Regions from separate parts of the Callithrix jacchus genome. Here region 2 is linked to region 1. The links are chromatin contacts, called in public Hi-C maps. All regions are on one chromosome and are shown on one strand. The core of a region is the stretch at or near the end of the contact, and the rest is flanking DNA. Distances in the headings are between cores, read along the strand shown. Region 1 holds the start of SIX1 (SIX homeobox 1). Region 2 has its middle 130 kb from the start of TRMT5.

The links. A called contact is a pair of places that touch in the nucleus more often than the background predicts.
Region 2: a contact with region 1 is called in a Hi-C map of skeletal muscle, with 4 times the contacts expected there. The contact joins the enhancer-like site here to the promoter of SIX1 in region 1. A contact is called at or near these places in 2 of 3 Hi-C or Micro-C datasets (both in skeletal muscle).

Annotation. Positions count from the first base shown.
Region 1 is chr8:95,380,966-95,387,829 of calJac240_pri, reverse strand. It overlaps SIX1 (SIX homeobox 1), which reads left to right and starts at 4,308. Exons shown (of 2, transcript XM_002753977.7): 1 at 4,308-5,156. The coding sequence starts at 4,597.
Region 2 is chr8:95,831,401-95,838,264 of calJac240_pri, reverse strand. No RefSeq gene overlaps it. Among named protein-coding and RNA genes, the nearest start is that of TRMT5, 130 kb to the right of the region's middle. Within about 2 kb of position 3,649, at least 1 of the 16 cell types and tissues checked has an H3K27ac peak or open chromatin away from gene starts, as enhancers often do. A contact at or near this core is called in skeletal muscle, where this site is marked.

The DNA of each region.
Region 1 (6,864 bases), core at 3,059-5,558:
AAGGAAGGAAGAGAGAGGTAAAGAGAGGGAATGAAAGAATGAGAAACAGGTTTGCAGACAGAATGAGCAAGAGTTCTCTTTCAGGTGGAGAAAAGAGTTAGAGACACACTCCAGGAGAGACCCACCGCGGGGCACGCGTAGAGCGAGAGAGGATAACTCTGCTAAAGACAGTTCTGTTCCGCTCCAATATGAGCTCCCTCCCAGCGCTTCACACCCAGTCGGTCCGTCAGTCGGTCATCTCTTTCTCCCTTCCCGGACCCCGAGACAATAAAAAGATGGTATTTTCAGGAGCCGCGCGGGGAGGCAGGGTTTTCAGCGGCGAGCCTGGCTCGCAGCTGGTTCTGTTTGTCCAGGTGTGGGCGGTGGGGCGGGGTGGGGGGGAAGGGGCGGGCCCGTGGTCGCCCAGAATCTTGGGCCAGCGTAGCGTTTTCGCACCAAGGAAGTGGGAGGCTCTGCTCTCGAGCTTCCCGCTTCCAGGAAAAAACGTCCTTCCTCCATACATACATAAATGCATTTGGGAAACAGACAAATCCTCATTGTTCAGAAATAAGCTGAGGAGGCCCGCCTGCTCCCCTCAGCTAGGCGAGAGAGGCAGGGAGGGAGGCGGGGGGCGCGCGGATCCGGTGTCACGTTGCAGATTCCCACTAAAGATAACGAAATGTGATCTATTTTTCAGAACAGCAAGTGGATGGGAAAGAACCTTGACAACACAAAACTCATTTACTAATGGACCGGTTTTGGGTTTCTCTTCTCTGAGTCCGCAAATCTCTCTGCCTGAGCCCCAGGCCTATTCAGACCTCGCGGGGAGCGGTGTCCCCCAGGAGCAGGTGGGCTGCTGCTCCGGCGCCACGGAGCCGGAGTTCCCAGGGGTCGAGAATTTTGGCTCTTCAGCCCGGACTTGGGGAGTCTCCGCACTGCCCCCAGAGCGATGACAATAATTTATTGAAGAAACATTTCTCTATGCCCTCCTCTTCCAAATATTTGTAGGTAGAATAGGATCCTCACCGTCGTTTTGGATGGTGAAAGAATTCCAAGAAAGCGGCCAGGGAGCCCCAAAGTATCTTGCTCCAAGCCAGAAGGGAAACTACAAGGTCCCAGCTAGGGGTGTTTGCATCAAGGCCTATGTCAACCTAGCCTAGAAGCCCTAGCAACTGCTAATGCTATCCCACTAAATGCTTTTTCATCGACTAATTATGCGCACTCGACCATTACCTGCTCAGAGGAGGCACTGAAGAGCCAAAACTTAGCATCGGGCGCTCCTTGCCAGCGGTGTTCCCTCACGAGGGGCGCGAGGGTAGCAGCCAGCTGGCTAGAGTTGCTTGTTTCCTTTAAATTTCCAACGCATCTCTGCTTTTCGTGCGATTTGCATTGACAGCAAAGGTTTTATGTTACCAGAACAACTCAAACCTTTCTGTGTGCGATTTAAAATGGATCATTTGGTTTAGGTGATTTGTGAATTCATGTCATTTTACCTCTTTTAGTGGTTTTCAGTGGGAGGTTCCATTTTGGGAAACCTTATATATCCGAGCCAATAATTAACATTTATAACAATTGGTTCCCCTAACCAAGGAATAGCAGGTAGGCTCCTTGGTATAAAGTGCATAGCACTTTCCCTTTCCAGTTACGCGATCTATTGGATTAAGCGGGAGGAAAAAATTTCGGCGGGCGCAGTCACGGCCTCTGAGGAAGATCACCTCTTCTCTTCTACCCGGTTCCCGCGATCACAGCTTCTACACGTGGTCTTCCCAGGTGATGCCGATGTCTAGTACGTCCTGGTTCCTTTTGAAGACAGAAAAAGAAGTGGGTAGGGAGGTCTGGAGGAAGGGGGGGCGGGGGAGGTGGTCCTATTCGTGTCTAATTGCCATCTCTCTGCTCTCTGTCATCCTCTGCAAATTTATACCTGCCCTTATTAGTCCAGGCTATGCCTCATTTCCTTATACAAAATTGTTAATTGCAAAGCACACCTCATACTCAACATACTGTTTGTCTTTTAAGAGACATGATTGTGCTTAAACACCCTCTCCCCATTGTAATTGTGTGCACTTGCTCCAGACTTTAGGGTATTAACTGTATTAACTGATTTTTAGAGACGGATTTAAGCCTCCGTTCCGGTCCTCACACAGCTGCCATGTCAATAAGGACTGTTCCAAGCAGAGACATTCCTTCTGGGAGGACACTGCAGCTCCTTAAGACCTCATGTGAAACATCATAAGCACTAAAATAAGACGGTGAGGGAAAATTACCAGACACATGGCTCTGGGCTTAGCAGTGCCAGGCTTCCAGTTTAGAAAGTCACTGGGCAAACTATATGGCAGAGGCTCTTTTGAAAGAATGCGCACTCATTAAATGCATTTAAAAAAAAAAAAGCCTAGGGCAATGAAATATCACCATCTGCTTCCAACATCTAATTGCATGGAATACGCAAGAGTTTCAAGGATGCAGAAAGCATTATATTCAGTAGAGAAGCAGCTTCCTGCGTACTTGGAATCTCCCATGTGGCAGCCCTTAGGTGGTAACCCTTTATAAGTTTAGAATATATGTTGGTTGCAGGGTGCATTGGACTGGGTGCATCACTTTAAAACCATATTAATAATAAAAGGGGAAACCCAGACGCTGCTTCTCCTTCTCCCACTTGCATCTGAATATGCAAAAGGTTTTGTAGTGCTGAGCTCTTTGGCTGAAGGAATCAAAACATATTCAAAGAAGACAAGCTAGTTTAAAGATCCTACGTACAGTTTGTTCTTCACCACTCTCTAAGAGGGCGCATTGAAATCAAAAGCATTTTTGAAGTGTACTTAGAATTCTGTTTTGAACTTATCTAATCAGAGATAAGTATAGTCATAAAGTCACTCTCCTTCCACCATTTGGCTTCCCTTATCTCCATGCATTGTTCTTATCTCCCGCTAGTCTCTGCTACTGACAATAGATTATCTTTGTTTAGAGAGGCTAATTGTTTTTAAAATCTTTTTAATAATTGCTTTGGAACTAGGTGTGCAAATGAGGCTTAAGATAATTACAACTTCATTTGTTTGTGCAGTTTTACTAAGCATTCTCCACACATAAACAAAACAGCAGATGATGAGACTTACATTGCAGTACATCTCTCACTCCCTGGCAGCAAAATAGGCCAGCATTGCAACACACACACACACACACACACACACACACACACACCCTCTTTATTTAATCTTCTTGGAGCTGCTGTCGTCCTCGCTTTGAGGGCAGTGTCCCTCTCAGAGCAGGGCAAGGATTATGTTACAACCGGACGGTTATTGGAGCCTGGCACAGTTTTATTTAATTTACACCACATCCAGCGCCTTTCGTACGAGGTTCCCAAAGCATTTTTGCTAATAGCAAGTAAAGCTTCTCGGCATTCCTCAGTAGCAAAGGTGGCAATGGAAATCACAACCACACAGATGGGAAAACTGAGTCCAGAAAAGCTTCAGGAACCTGCTGGTTTCCATTGCAGAACACTAAGATAATAGATTACAAATGAATGCTCGGAGACTCTATGTGCTCAGCAAGAGTGCTCTAAACAGCTCTTCTCCTGGTCTCAAATCGTGGAGGCCCTTTGTGAACGAGGGAAATGCTGTCCAACTGGGAGTACTTGTGCCCTTTGGAGGGTGGTGTGGGGCAATGGGGGAGGGAAGGGGAAATTGGGTTCGGCTCCTCGAGCCGAAGCCAACCCAAAAAGAAGCCACTCTTCCAGAGACTGCAAGCAGGGACCCTGGTCTGCTCTTGAATTATTTATCGCGTTCCATAGCTATTCATCAATCCATTATTTATTCATTCCAACATTAAAGTAATTAAATATGAGCTCACCGGGAAAGGGCAAGTCTACAAGGGAGGAGGACAAGAGTACGGAGGGAGAGGGGAGAAACGAAGGTTTGAAGTCATTGATTTGTGCGGAGTTGTGCCCGACTCTGGGTAGGTAATGCTGGCAACGAACGGGTCCAGCCTTGCAGGGTCCGGACGCGCTCACCCACTCCCTACCTCCCCCGACCTTCGCAGCGCAGCTCAGACCCCAACTGGCTTCCCACCTTTCCTCTTCCTTCTCCTCCCACCACTCCCTTCCCCCGCAGCCCTAGCAACACTCCCTCGCCCCCCCCCCCCCACCACACACACCACCACACACACCACCACAACTCCTAGCTCCTCAGCCTCGCCCTCCCCGAGCTGGGCGGTGCGGCCTCGCTGCCGGCCGGGCGGCGCGCTGGCTGGCCAGCCCCGGATAGGCGCCTCCCGCAGCCAATCAGCGTGCCGGGAACGCTGCGCGCTTTAAGGCAGCTGCCGGGAGAACAGAAACCAAGTTCCCCGGCAACTAGCAGCAGCCACCGGGCGGGAGGTCCGAGGCAGCAAGGCCCTAAAGGCTACTGAGTGCGCCGGCGGCTCCTTGTTCAGCGCGTGCCCTACCCTTCTGCCTCCTCTTCCTTGGCCGTCCACCTCCAAGTTCCGATTCGGATTTTCGCCGTTGCAAAATCTAGGGAGGAGGTTAGGAACAGCCGCGCCCCCATCCCCTGCGGCCGCCGCCCCCCGCTTCTCGGCTCTGTTCCCAGCCGCGTGCGCCTGGGCGGTGAGCCCCGGCAGGCCCCAGCCATGTCGATGCTACCGTCGTTTGGCTTTACTCAGGAGCAAGTGGCATGCGTGTGCGAGGTTCTGCAGCAAGGCGGAAACCTGGAGCGCCTGGGCAGGTTCCTGTGGTCACTGCCCGCCTGCGACCACCTGCACAAGAACGAGAGCGTGCTCAAGGCCAAGGCGGTGGTCGCCTTCCACCGCGGCAACTTCCGTGAGCTCTACAAGATCCTGGAGAGCCACCAGTTCTCGCCTCACAACCACCCCAAACTGCAGCAACTGTGGCTGAAGGCGCATTACGTGGAGGCCGAGAAGCTGCGCGGCCGACCCCTGGGCGCCGTGGGCAAATATCGGGTGCGCCGAAAATTCCCACTGCCGCGCACCATCTGGGACGGCGAGGAGACCAGCTACTGCTTCAAGGAGAAGTCGCGGGGCGTGCTGCGGGAGTGGTACGCGCACAATCCCTACCCCTCGCCGCGTGAGAAGCGGGAGTTGGCTGAGGCCACTGGCCTCACCACCACCCAGGTCAGCAACTGGTTTAAGAACCGGAGGCAAAGAGACCGAGCAGCGGAGGCCAAGGAAAGGTACGCGGCGTGCTTCCCGCGACTCGGGCAACCCTAGGAAACCTTCCTTTCCCCTCCACCCCCTCCCGCCCCCGCAGGCACCCGTCACCAAGTCCTCCCCGCTCGCCGGAGCCCGTCCACCGGGCGGCGCGCAGGCTTCCGCCGCGCTGCTGCGAAAGTTCATGAACTCTGAGGTTCCTTGCTAAGGATGGGGCCTCATTTGCTTTGAGCACCCGCGAGTGGGTTTCTCTGGGATGTGAGTGTCGGGAAATACTGGCTCTAGGTTTGTTTTTCATGCCTCCCTGGCTGGCCGCGGCGGGGAGTGATGGGTGGAGAGTGAGTTTCTAAATCAATGGGCAGGGAAGCGTTGAGTGGTGTCGCAAGGAAAGAGGTTCGGTGGGAGCTGATGTTCTCGAACCTCTCTCCTCTTCCTCCCCAGGGGGGTGAAGCTGGCCTGAGACATTGGCCTTGCCCTCACTCCCGCCCGGTTTTACACGGCTCTCTCTTGATAGTCTTTTGAATCAGGTCGCCTGCTTCATTTTTCACTAGCTGGACAAAGGAAGGAGTCTTTTAAAAATACACCAAAAAGAGAGTCTTGGGGAGAGTTGGCGCTGCATTTACTTCCCGGAGCCCCAAATTCAGAAAGGGTCGATCCTCGCCGTGTTCGCTCGCTCGTGGCCCGGCGCTGCAGCCGGTCGGTCTGGCTGTCCGCGCCGCTTGCCCAGACGAGGACCTTAGGGGTCTCCTGTCGCAGCCTTCTCTCGCACTGGAGCTCAGAAGGCAATATTTTAAAAATTGGTCTTTAACTTCCCCCACCTCGGGGCAACACCTTCATCACCTGGCCAGGCTCCTTCCGTTTTCTGTAGAGTTTCCGACAGAGATTCAGAAGAACGGTGGGGAGGTGGCTGTAGCGCGGAGAGCGCTCCGCGAAGCCGAAGAGTTTGGGGAAAACCTGAGCGCAGGGGCTGGTTAGGTTCCTTTGTTTGCTTCCAAACCTGGGGGCCGAAGGTCTTGCTTCCTTTCCTCTCTGGGTGGAAAACCACAGAGCCAGGATAAATTCAGCTGAAATGGGCTCGCCGGGAGACAGAGACTGAGGATAAGGGAAAAGAAAGGAGGAGACAGACAGGCGCTAGGAGTCGGGAATACAGGGCGAGCACTCGGAAGGCGAAAGCCGCGAGAGCAGCGAAATCCTGAATTTAACCGGGACAGAGTGCCGGGACCTCGCCCGCTGGCAGCTTGTGCCGGCCGGCGAAGTTTCCCTTGCCCAGAAAGGATGGGTTGCTTTGGATGTTGGTAAACAGTTTGAGAAGGGGCCACGAGGGGCTGAAGAGTTAGCAAGTAACACAGAAACAGAGATTATATAGTTGCAGTTAGCCTTTAGTTATAAAACGGCCGTCCTGTAAGCCAGGCCCTAGGGCCGACTCCAGATGAAATCAGAAAGACTGGCTGCGCTCCTTGTGTTTACTCGGTCACTGGGCCGCTCTGGGCACCACTTCCCATGACCTGTCCTGTGTCTGCAAAACCACCAACTCTGGGCTGGGGCAGGAAAACTGGATGTTTAATTGTCTCATACTGGAATAAGGCAATGGGCTTGATTCACCCCAAACATTTGTGCATTAGACTCTGTCCTCTATCATTTCTTTATCACCAACATCCATTTATTGAAAGATTTTCAAACTTAGTTACATTTAAACATGGTGTTAGTTGATATGTATTTAAATGTAACTGC
Region 2 (6,864 bases), core at 2,400-4,899, 450 kb before region 1:
AAGATGTAATTCAGAGGAGCAGATAATGAGCAAAGGACAAGAGAAAGGGGTGAAGGCATTCAGGGCATGCCTTTCATAGGATTCCAGCAAAGAAAAAGGAAGGGTCCACTTTGCTTTCAAGACTGTTGTCCTTACCCACACTCCCCTGCAGGGTCTCCCCTTTGTCTTTCAGGAAAACCAGTAGGTCTCCTTCCCCTCTTTGCTCTGCTCTGATTACAACACAGAGTCTTCTCTTCAGGAGCAACAGCTCTCTGGATTATCTTCTCATTGGTCACCTCATCAACTCATCATCTTTTTAATAATCTCATCTGAAAACATATCCTTTCTCATTTGCCTCTTAATTTCCCCATTCTCCAGTGACTTTTCTCTCTCTCCCTTTCTTTGAAACCTTATTCTTATTACTTTATGGAACGCTGGGGGATAGATTGTCTAGAAAATATGTACTGTAAAGTAAATGCATATGGCGATATCTCTGAATTGCCCAGATCCAGTCCAGCTGTGCAATGTCACAGACCCAGCTGTTTACTTGTACACAGTGCAATTGCAATGGCTTTGTGATATGGCACTGGCTTACAAGCTACTCTGGAGCTGGTCAGGAGCTTCATGCGCACAGTTAACCTTAGATCACTGTGATTAATCGTAGAGCAGCCATGGCAGATCACACTCTAGTCCCCTGGCAAGGCCAGCTGGAGCACTCCTTCAGCCTGAGCAAACAGGGAGCAGATTTTAATTCCAGGCCATTAGCTGCTGCCTGACATTGCTGTCCCTGTGGTGTTTCATAAGCCCTGACAGTTCCTCACCATTGTTTTAGGGAAAGCAGGCACTCCTCTCCCTTTACCACCTGATTGCCTTCCCTGGAAATGAACACTCTCTCCCCACTTTGAATCTTGTGCCAGAAGGAAGGAGGGGAAATGACTGCACATTCCAAAAAGGTCAAAGATGGCCTGAAAGCAAAGGATGCACGCGTCTGCCTCACTTCCAACAGCCCTTCGCAGTTCCTTTTAATTAGCTCAGTTTGTGTTCCCCTCAGGTGGGGAGAAGCCCAGGATCACTCTGTCAACAGCTCTATCTATAGCAGAGGCCCCATCCTTCACCCCGGCATCTCCACTTGCACAACGCTCGCTGACCCCGAGACTCAGCTGTGAGAATCAATCATCTCCTTCCAGAATTCATCATTCAGCAGCTGCGGGGCCTCAGCTATTTTTATCACCGCAGGAAGCTGGTGGCCAAGGACGTGCTGGGCTACCTTTGCAGGAGGTGTTGCTGTAGAAATGAGTTGCGGGTTGTCAGGGCAGCTGAGCCTCTGCCTCAAGGTTAAATCCAAAGTGCCTGACCTGGAACAGGAGAGCACTTGATCTTCTTCCATTCTACAGCAGTCAAAGTGCCCCAGCAGATGTCCCAAGGAGGGGACGAGTCCAGGGACACTGTGGAAGGACTCAGAGTGGGAGGCAGAGGGAAACAGAGTGGACATCTGTGTACATGTACCTGGGTTTCTCCTACCCAGACAGGGAAATGGGATATCATAACCCTTAGGCAGCTGGCTTCAATCCCCCGCACAGTGCCAGCCAAGGAATTCCCATTTTGCTGTGTTCTCATCAACCACCAACACTTGTGGGGCGCCTTCTATGTGCCAGGCCCTGGACTGGGGCTCAGGCTCCAGGATCTGCCCTGGAGTTGTCCAGAATCCAGAGAAGAGGACAAATCAGATGCAGTATCATGAAACCCTGATGGCCCCTTGCTCCAGTCACCCCAGGTCCTTAGGTCCTTTGCTCTGTTCCGGGGAGGAAGCCATGGGGTGTAAGAGCAGGTAACACGGAAGGATTTTCTATTTGTAAAGGTCCATCCGATACCCCAAACAAGTTCCTTCAGCACAGGCCTCTGAGATAAGGCAGTATTTTTAGTTTGTTTAGAAATCATCTGGCTTGCTAGCTGTGCACATGTGTGCTTTGCTCACAACGTAGGAAAAGTAGAACTCACCAACGTCCTAACAGAGAGAAGGGGTAAAGATGTCTCTGATTCCCTGGACATCTCTCATTTCAGAAAAGGAGAAGGGGTAGTGCTCTGAGGCTCTGCTAGTGTGAGCTCCTGTAGCCTTTAGGAAGGGGGAAAGGAGACCCTAAATTCTCTGCTGGAGGGATGGAGTGGTGGGGAAATGGAGGCTCCTCTTCTCTTCCAAACTCAAGTTGTTACAAGAAAGGGGTCCCCAGCCAGAACCCCCAAGAGAGGGTTCTTGGATCTCATGCAAGAAAGAATTCAGGGCAAATCTGTAAAGTGAAAGCAAGTTTACTAAGAAAGTAAAAAAGCAAAAGAATGGCTACTCCATAGACAGAGAAGCCTGGAGGACTGCTGGTTGCCCATTTTTATGGTTATTTCTTGATGATGTGCTAATAAGGGGTGGATTGTTCATGCCTCCCTTTTTAGACCATATAGGGTAACTTCCTGTTGTTGCCATGGCATTTGTAAACTGTCATGGCACTGGTGGGAGTGTAGCAGTGAGCTCAACCAGAGGTCACTCTCACGGCCGTCTTGGTTTTGGTGGGATGTAGCTGGCTTCTTTACTGCAACCTGTTTTATCAGCAGGGTCTTTATGAGCTGTAGCTTGTGTCAATCTTCTGTCTCATCTTGTGACTTAGAATGCCTTAACTGTCTGGAAATGCAGCCCAAGAGGTCCCACCTTATTTTATCCAGCTCCTATTTAAGATGGAATTGTTCTAGTTCAAACATCTCTGACACAATGAGAGAGAGAGAATTGAGTCTGGGTGGGTCCAGAAACTCAGTTCCCTACTGAGCAGGGGAGAAGGCCAGTTTGCCCACAGCCACCCAGACCTGCTGAGGACAAGCTATGGGTTGTTGCCCCAGGCCCTTCCTGGTGATAGAGGTGGAATGAGAGCTACCCCAGGAAAAGTCACCAGGCTTGGGAGAAGAATTTGTTTTGAGCACAGGAGCCAGTGGGAGCCAGGATATGGATCAGCACCAGAGGTCCTGGGAGGTTTATCGACTGCCCCAGGGCCCTGGAGTCCCCCAAAGCCAAAAGCTCCCTCCCAGCCCCAGGCTGTCTGTGGCTGTGACTCTGACCAGATACTTTACTGCCCTAAAATAGTCTCTTCCACAGCTAATGTCAAATTAGCAAACTGTTTAAAGAATAAAGTCACTTGACACTCTCATTTACAGCTGAGAAGTGTGCAAATTGACGTAACCTTTCTGGAGGACAATTTGGCAATTAGTATGGGACCTTAGAAATATTCATACTCCTCAGGCTAATAATTTCTGTTTTATAAATTTCCCCAAGCAAAGAATATCCAAAAATAGTGGAATCGTGAAATGATTAATGGTGCATCTATTTGATGAAATCCAGTGCTGTTAAATATTTAATGATATGGGAACGTGCTAAAAACGTAATGCTCAATTTAAAAAGCCAGGATAAAGAATGTATATAGAGTATGATCTCAGGATTTTTGTTATTGTAACAGTTGCTACAAGAACAGTCCTTATTTAAACAAAGTCCTTTATAAGCCACTTACTTGCATTAGAAGGAACACCATAGGGGAGGAGTGTTGACTGGCATGCAGAGCAATGTAAGAGATGCTTTGGGGGCCAGTGGTGGTGGGGATGGTTGGGGGAGGGGCATGGAACCAAGAGGGAAGCCAGGAGCCTGGAGGTGTGAGTCTGAGGCCTCCCAGAGTGAAGAAGTCACAAATACTCCGCCTGGTGGCTGCCTGGAGGGCACAAAGATGCCTGATGTTTTGGCTGCTACTGTGGCTTCAGACTAACTCCAACTCCAACCCCACTCCCTCCTAAAATTTTCAGTGAGGTCTACCTCATCAATAAATGATCTGTGTGAGTGGAGATTCAGGGTAGAAATCCAGGGAAAGACGTACCATCTATCTAAGTTCATGAAATACAGAACAACACAAGGAAAGTAGCTATAGAAATCCACGGGGCAGGGGTGATCCTAAGGGCTGAAGACTCCATGGAATTTCCAGAAGCCTTGGGGAGGACTTTAGACTTCTTCTGGAGGGCATGGGACAGTGTAGAGCCTCTCCAGCAGTGTGAGAGGCTGGGGCATTCTGGTTGATAGCCAGCATGGGTATAAAATGGCACATAGGCATATACAGTCACAGGGCTGGAGGAACAGTGCCAGTACTCCCTGGCACTCCCTGGTAGTGGGATTATGGTGATATTTTCCTTTTTATACATCTTAGAATTTCTAATTCTTGTATAACAAACATAGATTTTATAATTTTTTTAGGAGTCAAAGTCTCACTCTGTCGCCCAGGCTGGAGTGTAGTGACACAATCATAGCTCACTGTAACCTTGGACTCTTGAGCTTAAGCTATCCTCCCACCTCAGCCTCCTGAGTAGCTGGGACCACAGGTGTGCACCACCACACCTGGCTAATTTTTTTATTTAGCCATGTTGAGACAGTTTCACCATGTTGCTGAGTCTGGTCTCTAACTCCTGGTCTAAAGAGATCCTCCCACCTCGGCCTCCCAAAGCACTGGGATTACAGCTGTAAGCCACTGTACCCAGCCAGATTTTCTAATTTTCAAACAACTAATTAATGTAGATACAAGACACTGCCATTCCATACAAGACACTTGTGGAGTCTCTTTCTGCCTCTGGGTTGGTGAGAAATTGGTGGGCACAGATCCCACCATGGACTCAGACTCTTCATGTAACTGAGGCTAGTGCTGGGAGCCAGGGGCCCTGCCCACTCACTGGTGTGTACCAGAGATCACATGAGATCCCCAAGATGGAACTCAAACACATATTGGACACCTTCCTGTCTAGGTTGCAGCCTGGAGCATTCTGCAGGTCCCAGAACAGGGTCCATGAAGAGGAACCAATTTCCCTACAAACTGAGGCACAGTTACAGTTGTTGGAAGGACATAATCAGCCATGGCATCCTGGTTTCTCTGCCTTCCTTTGAGCTTCTCTGTTTATGCGTATCTCCTAAAGGCATGCAAGTCAAATGCCCTGTCACCCTGGTTTTCGTCTTTGAGTATCTTTCCGCTCCTTATGATAGAGCAGAGGCCTACGATGCAGGGTCAGTTTTCTTTCCTCCCTTCTTTTGTTAAAGGGAAGTTCTGTACCTAATACATAGAGAAGAAAATATAATTGACCCATGTGCTCATTGTGCTTTTGGGTAGACAATGCAAATATTTCTGTCTTCATTGACAATACCTATTCGTAATATCACACTTGGAGCTTTTCGGCCATTGCCTATGTGGGGATCTGAAAATGTTTTCTATTCAGCCATTCATCTTCAAACCATCTTTCAATTAAAAGAGAGGAAATTGAGAAAAACTATTTGCAAGCTCATTTTTCTGAATGATGCCCTCAAAGTTTTTTTGACTGTGGCCCAACTCAGGCTTGGCAGAGGTCCCCACAGCCATCTCCCTCTGTCCCCTCTTTCCAAAAGAAAAACAAAACTGAGTGATAAATAAAGAATATTAGAGGAACAGACAACCTCTTATTTATAAAAATACTATAAATAGTATATATATATATATAACTTTATGCTATATTATTTCTTATTCATTTTGCAGTTTTTTAATTATAGTTTTTTAACGTCTAAATCTTTTTACATTGTATTATATTTGATAATGTAAAACAATACTTTAAAAGAAGTTTAGTAATGCTTAGTGTTTCCTAGTAGGATGCAAGTAAATAACCTTTTGTAGTGCTTAGTAATGTTTACAGCATTGGGCGTGGTTTGCACCTAAGATCTTGGCATTTGGGATTTCGTAATCCCTGCTGAGCCCTTCCACTGGCCTTGGACCATCACTCAGCAGCCTCCCAAATAGCTGGGATTACAGGTGCCTGCCACCACACCTGGCTAATTTTTGTATTTTTAGTAGAGATGGGGTTTTACCATGCTGACCAGGCTTGTCTCGAACTCCTGACCTCAGGTGATCTGCCTGCCTTGGCCTCCCAGACCGCTGTAATTACAGGCATAAGCCACTGTGCCCAGCCCCACAGATACCTATTCTAATCATGAGTTTTCTCTTCAAGTCTTCTGAGGCAATAATCTCTTTCCAGACCCTGATTTGCTTTTTCTAATCAAGGATCTTGAGATACCGAGAAGTAGGCAGGGGAGAGACCTGAAGTTAGTCTGTCAACTAAGATTCTTCCTCAGTTGCCTAAGATCATCTCCCCGGGGTTTTCCAGGTCGGATTTTGAGCACTGAGTTGGAACAAAAGCGCTGGCCAACAGAGGAGTGGAGTTTAGGGGAAGAACAAGCCATGTTCACAAAAAGGCCTGAGTAGAGGAAGAAAGCCAAGACACAGGGAGGCAGCAGGCGCAGGCTCAGGAGGCAGCCTCACAGCAAGGAGACCTCCTGCACACACGACGAAGAGCACGGTCAGGGCCGGAGCAGCCAGCTTACTCACGGAGGAAGGAAAACCAATCCCCACGGTCCAGGGACACAGAGGATCCAGCAAATGGAACTGCTCAGCTGCTTCAGTCCCCAAGGGCCTGGCACTCTTCAGCTTCCTAACTTCTCTTTTTCTTCTAGAATCCAGTTTGGATGCAGGTTCCTCTTGGTTTCAATGAAATCCTAGGCCTCTAAGAAAAAAGTTTCAGTGAGGGGTCCCTAAGGCCTGCTGACTGTAAAATAAACAAAGCCCAGTGGTGAGGGGCTCCTTCTTTCAGACTCCTCTAAAATTTCAAGGCGCTTTAAGAACACAAGATTCTTTCATATACAACTTAAAATTCAAAGAACCACTAATTGTCTTCATTTTTTCTTTTTTGAGACGGAGTTTCACTCTTGTCACCCAGGCTGGAGTGCAATGGTACAGTCTCAGCTCACTGAAACCTCCACCTCCCAGGTTCAAGCAATTCTCCTGCCTCAGCCTCCCAGGT